Regions from separate parts of the Mus musculus genome. Here regions 2, 3 and 4 are each linked to region 1. A link is a contact called in public HiChIP or PLAC-seq and promoter capture Hi-C data. All regions are on one chromosome and are shown on one strand. Each heading gives the region's core, a stretch centred on a gene start, on an enhancer-like site or on the middle of the called end of the contact. The rest is flanking DNA. Distances are from core to core; before and after follow the strand shown.

Region 1 (2,655 bases), core at 90-2,589:
ATGTCGAAGGAGACAGTGAACAGACTTCAATGATCAGCTGTACTCTGAACTTCAAATGAGCACCCATTCTACAACAATTCTTTGAAGAGCCATAATCCAGCTGTAGCTGGGTTAGCTTTGCCTCAAGGACATGCTGAGACAGGCAGGCGCATAGGAATCAGATGGGGGGGGTGGGGGCGCAAACTCCCCATCACTTTGGCTCTCATTTCATTCTCCACAACAACTTGGAAATAAATTAATTAGCACAGATCTATGGAGTATTTGGATCCCCCAGCAACGACTAGAAACATGCAGCATCAAATTACAGGCCTTTCCCTCTGGAGAGAAAAAAAAATATGTGGTCAGTTGAGGGTGGCATAAAGGGAGTGAGGGAGTGAGGAGGGCATAAAGGGAGCAGGGCAGACTGGATTGCACTGGAGAATGCCCCCTCTCTCTCCCTAACCCACTCCAGGTGGGTTCAGTTCTCCACTGGAGTTCCGCAGCATCCCCTTATTCCCCTACAGGGACTTGGCATCTGGACATGAAAGCAAAACCAAGGAAGCTACTGGCTGGCTGAAAGGGGGTTGGGGACCAGAAAAGCAAGATTTAAAAAAAAAAAAAAAGGAGAAATCCAAAAGAGGTGACCGTCGAGCGGAGAGCTCCATAAATCCTCTGGGCGAAAGGTAGAATCTGGTACCAATTCCGTAGTTGTCTGAGACCTATCCCGCCCACTCATGCTCTCCCCTCTCTCCTAGGATTCGACCCTCTGCCCCCTTTCCTAGTAAAAGGATCGCCATCACAGAAGTCTTTGAAGGGGTTCTGAGGCCATCGGGAAACGCGAAAAGGCGTAACCCACCTGGGCCGGCGCAACGTCCGAAACAGCGCAGGGATCCGGTCCCTCGAGCGTCTTCCACGACCCAATCTAGCTGCCCACGAGACGCCTGAGTAACGCGCCCCATGCCCGAGCCGGGGCTACAGTGTCCGCGCCAAGGACAGGACCTCCCCAGCCCTGGAGCTGCCAGTGTTTCGTCCTGTGCTTCCCACTCCACAGTCCGCCACAGGGCAAAGGAAAAAGCCCACGGAGCGACGCGGGGCTGACCGCACTGAGCCCGGCGTCAGGTGAAATGGGCTACCTGAGCCTGAGGCACGCGAGCGGCGGAGCTGGAAAGCCACTGTGCCTGAGTGGGAAGGCGGGGTGAAGGTGACGACCTACCGCGGTCTGGCTCTCCGGGTGCACGTCCACCAAGGTACACCAGTTCCGCGTCCCGTTCATCTTCACGCGGAGGTCGTATGAGCTTCCTCAACTCCGAGGTCCCGGGGAAACTAGGCCGGCAGGCGGGTGCGCGCGCGGAACCGCCCCCTAGTATAGGCGCGTCGGGGGCGGGGCTGAAGATGGGCCACGCCCAGGGCGGTATTTATCAATGAGGTAGAGCGGAAGCGAGAGGTGGGCGGTGCCAAGAGGCTTCAGGACTCGCCTACCCGTGCTATGGACGATTTACGTAAAGGTGAGGCTTGGGAGTGAAGGTCGGGTGACCGCTTAGGAATTTTACTAAGGGTACGACAAGGTATCTTGTGGTATCTCATTGGTCTTTTTCCTTTCAGTTTTCCAGGTTCGGTGCGGGAAAGAATCGGTCTGGTCGTCTGAGTTGGGGCTTGCACAAGCTTCTGTGGTCTTTCCTGAAATGTAAGCCAGCCTGTAGGCTTTTTAGAGCTGAGTACATCTTTCCTCAGAGTTCTACCACACAGGTAGAAAGGCAGGCACCAAAGACCAGCTCACTCGGACTAGTCTAAGCCAGTCTGGCAGGTGCTTTTTCCTGGCAAGTAGCCCAGGTCGAAGTCAAAGCCAGCTAAGCTCTGGGTGGGGCTTGCTTTGCAGAAACTAGACTTATATGGTAGGGAGAGGCGGGACACATGACCTTAAAAGGAATTTGCACCCTAGAGAAAGAGTCTTAGTGGCACCAAAGGCAGTTGCTTCCCAAGCTTAGGCTGGGATCTTGAGGGCTGACCTCTGGTAGAAGGCTATCTCACTGTGTGATGGTCACAGGGACAGCAGGCGCGGTGTGTAAGGTCTAATCCGATTGAATAGGCAGTACCACTAGAGGTAGCAATTCGTTTTGGTGAACATCTAGGTCCTTAAAGTGTTAGGGTGGGTGTGGGGAAACGAGGTGGGCGGGGACTAGACTGGACTCTGAGTCACTTGCCAGTGATGAATGGATACAAAGCTCTGTCTATACCTGGAAGATAATCACTAGGGACATCAGTGACCAGAATAGGAGAAAAACTCAATTCTGGTCCTTTCTCTATCCTCAAAAAAGGCATTTGTGGTTCTTTGACTGGGAAAGCCCCCCCCCCCCCCACCAGGCTCGGTCATTTGAATACCTGGTTTCCAGTTGGAGGTACTAATTGGGGGATTGCGGAAATGTAGTTTCGCTGGACAACCAAGTCACTGGGGCAGGCTTTGAGAGTTCAAAGACTCCCACCATTCCTACTTTGCTCTCTGCTTCCTGCTTGTGGTTTGAGATCTCAGCTATCACCTTTCTACCATGATGGCGATGACCTCTTACCCCTCTGGAACTGTAGGCTCAAATACACACCTCTTTATTTAACCTGTCTTGACTGTTGTTTTCTATTACAGCAGCAGACAAGTAACTCATACAGCACTCTGTATAAGCTATT
Region 2 (2,655 bases), core at 62-2,561, 320 kb after region 1:
GGTTCACTCACCATTTGTCTGTTTCAATAACAGACATGTAGTACTATAACCCATACTTTCTTGATCCCCTCCCCCAAACCTTAGAAAATGTTATTACATCAGATACTACTGTTGTTAATGTAGTGCTATAATAATATTGTCAATATTATTATACAGAAGTTGAGGGTTAGTCCAGCTTGGGGGCATGTGGATATATTCCCACATGTTCCACAGGCCAGTGGCTTGAGCCAAGGAATATCACAAGCAGCCTGGGAAAAATAGACTGTCTCTAAAAAGGGAAAGAGGATAGGAAGGAAGCTAGAGAAGAAAGGGAAAGAAAAAAAAAGGAAACAAAGATCTCAAATCAGCTTATAAGTGCAATGAAGATGTCACCCAAGAGCTAGGCTCAACCCGTAGAATATTAAGAACCTACCCGCCTGCAGTGGTGGCACACGTCTTTAGGCGTAGCACTTGGGAAGCAGAGGTCGACAGATTTCTAAGTTCAAGGCCAGCCTGGTCTACACAGTGAGTTCCAGGACAGCCAGGGCTACACAGAGAAACCCTGTCAAACAAACCTACCCTTACAAGGGGCCTAAGATACTAAGAAAAGTCCCAGGAAAAGCGTTGGGACAGTGATTGTGGGGGGGGGGGGAGGGGTCTATGAGGCCTGTCTCACATGATTTTGTAGCCTTCGGAAAAGGAATAAGCCAAACTTTTGTCATTTCACTCACTTTTCCTAAGCTGGCTTGTCCAGCCTCTGTTAAGGCTTTGGCAGCTGGGGTGACCTTGGAAGCAGCACCTTGTCCCAGAGTGATGGTGCGAAACAGTGAAAGATTGAGGCGGTTGGACTGGGCCATTCCTGAAGCTATAGGGGCAAACTCATGGCATCATCCTTAAAGATGAGTAGGAAGAGGGAAATGAAGGTGATTGTACTCCTTTTTTCGTCCCTTCTCTTTCTTGTCTGTTTTCTGGCCCTCCTGCATGGGTCCTACCGGCTGACTTACGAAAGAAATCCCGTAGGATAGGAGAGGGAGAAAAAAGCCACTGGTGGCAGTTACGGTAACTCAGTGGTTTACGCAAATGAATAGTTTATATATAATTTGCATGTTCATACACTTTTGGAAGTACATAAAATATCGGTACCTCCACGTCCCTCCACTGATCTTACCCACGCTACTTCCCTCTCGGCTTCCTTAGTAAAGCCTGTCTCTTAGGCCCGCCCTCAAACACAGGGCCCGCCTTCCCCCGTAAGCCCCTCCTCCCTGCCCCCCCTCCCTAGCTTCCAAAAGCTCTTCCCCGCCCCCTTTTCCTTTCTGAACAGGCGTGAGTCGGGCAGCTCACTCGACTCAGATTACGATGGCATCAGTAGTGTCCTGACACCGGGAAGCAGGAAAGCAATCTCCCGGAAGAAAGGCTCGGGCCCAGGGGACTCTTACATCGGAACCCGCCAAGGAATTGTTATTTTGTGTCCTGCTAGTGGGGTCCGGTCCAACTTGAAGTTGCGTGAAGGCCCCTTCAGGCGGCGCCGCGGGCAGCCCCGCAGCCGGGGCCTGGAGCAGCCGCCGCGGCCGCTGTCAGGGAAGCGCAGGCGGCCAATGGAACCCGGGAGCGGCCGCTGCTGCTGAGGCGGCGGTGTCGGCAGTCCGACCCCGACCGCCTGCACCCCCTCCGCGAGGGTTCCCCGGAGGTAAGCGGCTCCTCCCCCGTGAGTCGCCTTTGCCTGTGTGTGTGTGTGGGGGGGTCCTTCTGCCACCCTGTCCCGCCCAGCCTACCGCGACCTGGGTTCGACTACAAAACTGCCCCCCTGGTGGCAGCTGCACCCCGAGGTCCTTCACCCTTTCCTCTCGGGCCCGGGGTAGTCTTCTCTGCTTTCTGGCTTCCTCTTCAGTTTAGCCCCTCCCTCTGCCCCGTGGATTCCACCTCCCCACCAGCAGGACACACACTTCGTACCTCTGTTGCCTCTGTTCCGTAACTATCTTCCTAAGTCGTGAACCTTTTCCACATTTGACCCCTTCTACAATATCATCCATGTTTGCCTTCCTCGCCGTTTGTGTTTCTGCTCACAAGCCTCTTCCATGGACTCCGCCTTTATCCCTTTTCCTATTTTGCCCCACTCTTCCGAGTCTGTGCAATCTCAGCACAGAGTTCTCATTTCCCTCAGCTACAGATTGTATCCCTCTCTTCTGCTTCCAATTCCATGACCTCACCATGACCCACTCCCCCAGCTCCTGACTTCCAAGAATTGCCTATTCCCTTCTCCTTAAAGGATCTCAGACTACTGTCATCATACCCAGATACCATCCACTTTGACCTTAGTCCTCAACCCCTCTCTAGGGTGCCTGATGATACCTGAAGCTGTCTTTGGCTTCTCTTTCCCCTTTCTCAATCTCCAGCCCTCTGGAGGGCTTCCCGTAGGAGAAAGCTCTGCCGTGAACACCCCTACAGATAGTGATTTCCAACTTTTGACATTCTCTCCAGGGATTTCCAACTTTTGACATTCTCTCCAGGATTCGGCTGATGTTTGTCTCCCTCGGCTCTGTTTTCCCTGTGGTCTTTAAGTGTTCTCTATCATGCCTTTTATCTCCACATATGATTTCAGATCAGCTAAAGCTTGAACTAAGAAGATGTGAGAGGATGGGGAGCCACAGTTGTCTCAAGCTTTTCTGGACAGATGTG
Region 3 (2,655 bases), core at 52-2,551, 270 kb after region 1:
AAACTCCTCTCAGGCTGGGCTAGCTTCTTCCTTCAGAAGTAAAACGTGGCTTAAAATGTGTCACGTGAGCTCCAGCCCTGCCACCAGAGGCCTTCTCTCTATCATAACTGTACCTAGAGCGATTTCTTCTGGTGGTTATCTTGAGCCCACGTTACCCATTTCCCTATTCAATGAGAACCTCACTTCAGAGCTTTTATCTAAGATGAAAGTAGTGTCTACCGACAGTTGGATTCCCTGAAGTGTGTGGACAGGAGCCTTCCCTGGGCAAGCACCTCACACTGAGGACAGTGGCAGCCCGGGCTCCATGGGAGAGAGTGTTACATAGTCCTCCTGCTGAGCCCTTCAAACCCACACTTTCCTAGGTGAAGGGCAGCCCTGCACGGGGTTAACAGGATCAGGCCTCAGCCTAGCTTTGAGGAGCCCTGTTAATGGGCCTCAGTGAGAGAGGATATGTCTAATCCTGTTGGGACTAGATGTCCCAGGATGGGGTGACCCAAGGTGGTGGGGAGGGAGTAACAGGGGGAGGGATTTATAAGGGCAGGACTGGGTGGAGAGGAGGGGGAGGGGGGCTTCAATCCCAATGCAAAGTGAATAAAAATAAATAAATTACTGAAAAAAAACAAAGAGTTCTTCAGCAAGCAATGGTTTACTGGTGTATATTACAGCCTTGGCTCTGTGGGCAGCTGCTGTGGAAAGGCCTGGGGGAGGGGTCTGGGTGATCAGAACTGTTTCTTGGAGCATGAATGTCTAGAAGAAGAGGACAATCTTCAGAGAAAGCTGGCTTTCGATGCAGCAGTGGGAACAAACAGGTCCCTGAAATGTCCATGGGCATGGCCAGACACATAAACGAGCATTTGAAGGCACAGGAACATGTGAATGCATACATATAAACACTCCTCTCACACGGTTCCTGCTCACATGGGCACACACAGGCATATACACGTCCAGGCAGAAGCACATACAAATTCACACCCGTGCATACACAAACATAAAGGCACATGCATAGGAACCCACAGGAGAAGGCTACACAGGCACACAAACTTGATACAGACCCAGGCATCCAAAAATGGCTCAGATGTTTTTTGCATGTGTATATACACGTACACATGTGCACAAGTGTGCGTGCGTGCACACACACCCTGTAATTTCAACAGCCAGGCCACTTGACAGCTTCCTGGCTAGCTGCCCTTTATAGTTTACCCTGGAAGGCAGCCAGGTCCCTCCCCTTGCTCCACCTCTCCCCCAATTGGTTGCATAAATTCCCTCCCTTTGCCCCTTGCCTGTGCAGTCCGCACTTAATACCAGCACTGGTCTCTGCTGAGCCTCTGCTCGTTCCTGGCAAATCCTGCAGGACCCGAGTGTCAGCCAGCCAGCAGCATGGGTAAGGAAAAGGGTCTCAAACCATGTGTAGGCTGCCCGTAGTTTGGAGGGTCCTCCTCCTTCCAGGAAATGACCCGGAACTGTGGGGAGGACAGTGACAAAAGAGTTGGACTCTTGTTCCTACCCTACAGGCATGCGCATAGCAGCTCAAGTGAAAGCTTCATGCACACTATTTTTCAGCCTGGCCTAAGTTCTAAGGAACAGAAAGGGACCACCAGAAATGGTGGTTTTGTGAATCCTACCCGACCTCGGTAGGGGCAGGGCAGGAGCGGTGCAGCTTGTCACCCTCGTAAATAGACGATTCTGGTTTTAGCACGGGGTCAATGGGTTGGGGGGCGGGTGTTACAAAAGAACAATCATCACAGCCTGGATCTCTCAAGCTGCTTCATATCACCAGTCAATGGGGGAAGTCAGGGGCAGCCACACTAGCGCACTGAGGGCCTGATTCTGCGCCCCTCCCAAGTCCCACAGCCCTCTTATCCTTTTGCCTGCGAGCTCCTGGGTATCAGTCTGAGAGTCTGGGTTTCAGAAGGAATGTTGAGGCCCTGCTCCCCTTATTGCTGGCTCTTCCCTGGGCTAGTAGAAAGACCAGTGGCCACCCTGAAAACCCACTTGAACTTTGCCTGGATTCTCCAAACTCAAAATGTCATAGACCTTGCTTAAAATGCTTAAGACTGGAGGATGCCACACAGAGAAAGATGGTACCCCAGGCAACCTAGCAGCCTGGACCAAGCCTTGGGTGGTGGGATAAACCTCCTCCACTTCTCTCCTCCTCCTCCTCCTCCTCCTCCTGCTCCTCCTCCTCCTCCTCCTCCTCCACTCCTCTCCTCCTCCCTCCACTCCTCTCCTCCTCCTCCTCCTCCTCCTCCACTTCTCTCCTCCTCCTCCTCCTCCTCCTCCTCCTCCTCCTCTTCCTCCTCCTCCTCCACTTCTCTCCTCCTCCTCCTCCTCCTCCTCCTCCTCCTCCTCCTCCTCCTCCTCCTCTTCTTCTTCTTCTTCTTCTTTGGTTTTTTTGAGACAGGGTTTCTCTGTATAGCCCTGGCTGTCCTGGAACTCACTTTGTAGACCAGGCTGGCATCAAACTCAGAAATCTGCCTGCCTCTGCCTCCCAAGTGCTGGGATTAAAGGCGTGTGCCACCACCGCCCGGCTTCTCTCCTCTTCTTAAAGATGTTTTTATTTTATGAACATTTCTGTATGTTCATGTGTAGCACATACGTATCTAGTGCCAACTGGGGCCAGAAGAAGGTGCCAGACAGTTCTGAGTTCCATGGGTG
Region 4 (2,655 bases), core at 77-2,576, 260 kb before region 1:
TCTGGGACCTAAAATGCCTGGATGTGTAAAGAATGAGGGTGGGGTGGAGATAAGGTCCCAAGATAACTGTTTTATGGGGTTTGGGTATGAAGAAAAACATCACTGGAAAAATTAGAATGGAAACCTCTTTGCACACTTTAAAAGTGTCAGATTCGTTAGCAGTCTAATCAGAGACACACATCCACACAGGTGGAGCACACAGAGGCTCTGCCCCCAGTGACACCATTCTGTAGACTTTCCCTCTGGCACACAATCTCTTCCTTGAGGTTGCAGCTCTGAGAAGCCTGAGGTTCTAATTCATACAGGACACCAGAATTCATCCCAGCTCCAGCTGTCCTCTGTCCCTAAGAGAAGCAGAGGACCGGATACTAACCAGCCGGAAAACCCAAGGACCAGCACCCGGGAAGATGCCCTTGACTTCAGTCTCTACGCTATGAGGAAGGAAGGCAGCGCCATCCCCTGCTCTGTACCTGTGTGCTGCTGACTCCACATGATGGAGAGACTAGGAACAGGACAGGGACCTGTTTCTCCTCCATAGTCTTGCTCAGAATTTCTCTCAGTTTTGTAAAGCTGCAGACTCTCCTAGGAGGTATAAGCAGCAGATGAGAGGGAGGGAGGTTTTTTTTTTTTTTTTTTTTTTTTTCTCTCAGAGGAAGGGTTTAGCCAAGTAAACATAAATCCCAACTTGTGCCATTCTTTATAAAACGATTTCAAAGGCTGGAAGTGTATCGTGCCTGCGTGCTTGTACAAGGGTGCAGGGCACACATGTCGGGTGTTGGGAGACTTGAATGTGACTGCCTAGGATACATGCTTGCCCTGCAGTTTTGTTTCTGTGTCAAGCCAGCAATTTATCTGTTTTATAAGAATTTTAGCACACACACATACACACACACACCGCCCAAGATTCTCCCTCAGCTAAGCAATCCACCAGGGAGACTGGTGCTCAGATACCTGACACAAGAGAAATGGCAAGCTAAACTGAAGGAAGGTATTCTAGACTAAGAACTTCCAACAAATGATACCCACAGGCCCGTTTAGATTTAGAAATTGCACAGAATTGCCCTGCATCTAAAAGACTAGAGGCTGTGGAAGCGGTGTCCCGGGAGCTCTCTAGCTCCCCAGGAGGAACCAGGATGTCAAAACTCTCTCAAGCTTCCCAGGCTGTCTCCGTAGCAGACCCTGCCCCAGCCCTGGGTCCCCTCTTCAGTTCCTCCCCCGATTCGATTCGTCATCCCGTAGTGGCGCTTGCTGCAGCCCTCCCTGGTTGCTTTATTTATTTATTTTGCACCAACAGGGTTGCTGCAGACTCATTCTGGTTTAAAAAGAGAGAAGAGGAGGGAAAAAAAAAAAAAAAGAAAAAAATGCTTCCTGGCTCTTTTCTCTCCTTTGGTCTTGGCAGCGCGACCGCAGTAGCGGCGGCAGCAACAGCAGTCTTGCCAGCCGGCTGATGCGGCAGGCTGCCGGGCAGTGGGGAGTGGGGACTCAGACACACGGGGAAGGTGGAGAGGCCAAGGTGCAGCTCGGATGGGACAGGCCCCAGCCCTGGAGAGATGCAGCGCCCAACTTGATGCCACCCCCCAGCTTCTCCGGTAAGTGCCCCTGCCCCTCTGTGGGCACGTCTCAGCTGCCCTTTCCCATGGCATTCTCAAAGACAAGGCCATGTTAAATAGCCTACAGGAAAGAGAGCTTCCCCTCTACCCTAGCTGACCATTCATCCTGTGATTGGAAAACTAAAATGTCCCAGGTACCCCTGGTAGGGAGAGTCCAAGGAGCCCCCCCCCCCGCTTTTTTTAGCCTCTAAAAAGCTGCCCTCCTAATCTGTGTGGATACTCCAAAAATCTCTCTCCTAAGTGCCCCTTCACCATGCAGGTCCCCATGCCTCAATCTGGCATGCTTTAAAGTGGATATGTGCTCGAATGAATCTGTGGCTGCCACATAGACAAGAAAGCTCCATCTCCCTGAGGGGGCAGTGCCCCAGACTCTAGACCCCAGGGGAAGAGAAAGAGTTTTGTAACATCCATCCATCTCTTCTTGCAAAGTGACCAGAGACCAGTCCTGTAGTCATAGAGGATAACAAAGGAAGACTGATTAAATTGGCCACCTTATAAATAAAAGATGTTGACCCTAAGTCCCCCAGCCACTGGGCTAGCAGGCTTTGGGGACAAAGAGAAAACTCATGTAAGCAGGAGAAAGGGCGCTGGCACACACGCCTCACTGCACTTTTGCTGAATGCAGAGCGAAGTGATGAACAGGAAGTGCAGCAACAGTGATGAAGGGCTAGCTGTCAGGTGGACAGGAGAGGCTGGGAACTCTTAGTACCACACAGATGCCCATTAGGCCCTGAAAGGGGGAGGAGAGAGACAGCTGCTGCTGCCCCTTGCTACTCTTTCCCCTCCCCAAGTGATCCCACAACAGTGTCCTGTATCCCTTCTGCTCTTTCCTCTGCGTCCATACTGAGGACTGAACTTGGTATCTTTCTTTAGTTTCCCAACTGCGTTATCCTCTGAAGTGGCTGGAGGAGAGTCTCCAGAATGATTCTCCTGGAGTGTAGGAAGGAAAGGAGAGCTGCAGCTCCTCCTGTATTCTACATGCGAGAAAATAGGACACACAGCAGAAAGCTAACGCCACAGAGCCCAGAAAACCTGAAGCCTCAAA

What was found. Promoter capture Hi-C pulls out the DNA fragments that hold promoters and counts their contacts. HiChIP or PLAC-seq counts read pairs in DNA pulled down with a chosen protein or histone mark.
Region 2: a contact with region 1 is called in a promoter capture Hi-C map of the HPC-7 cell line, with 2.8 times the contacts expected there. The contact joins the promoter of Pi4kb here to the promoter of Tuft1 in region 1.
Region 3: a contact with region 1 is called in a FOXA1 HiChIP or PLAC-seq map of pancreatic cancer cells. The contact joins the promoter of Selenbp1 here to the promoter of Tuft1 in region 1. A contact is called at or near these places in 4 of 39 promoter capture datasets (embryonic stem cells, hematopoietic stem and progenitor cells, hippocampal neurons and 1 more) and 2 of 115 datasets of contacts at active chromatin or transcription factors (pancreatic cancer cells and stem cell-derived neural progenitor cells).
Region 4: a contact with region 1 is called in a promoter capture Hi-C map of liver, with 2.8 times the contacts expected there. The contact joins the promoter of Lingo4 here to the promoter of Tuft1 in region 1. A contact is called at or near these places in 13 of 39 promoter capture datasets (the 3T3-L1 cell line, the C10 cell line, the HPC-7 cell line and 7 more) and 1 of 9 other capture datasets (adipose tissue).

The regions. Positions count from the first base shown.
Region 1 is chr3:94,657,533-94,660,187 of GRCm38.p6, forward strand. Tuft1 (tuftelin 1) reads right to left here and starts at 1,340. Exons shown (of 13, transcript NM_011656.3): 1 at 1,193-1,340. The coding sequence starts at 1,252.
Region 2 is chr3:94,973,420-94,976,074 of GRCm38.p6, forward strand. It overlaps Pi4kb (phosphatidylinositol 4-kinase beta), which reads left to right and starts at 1,312. Exons shown (of 11, transcript NM_175356.3): 1 at 1,312-1,666. B230398E01Rik (a long non-coding RNA gene) reads right to left here. Exons shown (of 4, transcript XR_003954666.1): 2 at 1,930-2,655.
Region 3 is chr3:94,931,782-94,934,436 of GRCm38.p6, forward strand. It overlaps Selenbp1 (selenium binding protein 1), which reads left to right and starts at 1,302. Exons shown (of 12, transcript NM_009150.3): 1 at 1,302-1,381. The coding sequence starts at 1,378.
Region 4 is chr3:94,397,893-94,400,547 of GRCm38.p6, forward strand. It overlaps Lingo4 (leucine rich repeat and Ig domain containing 4), which reads left to right and starts at 1,327. Exons shown (of 2, transcript NM_177250.2): 1 at 1,327-1,589. The coding sequence starts at 1,525. It overlaps Rorc (RAR-related orphan receptor gamma), which reads left to right. Exons shown (of 11, transcript NM_011281.3): 11 at 1-384.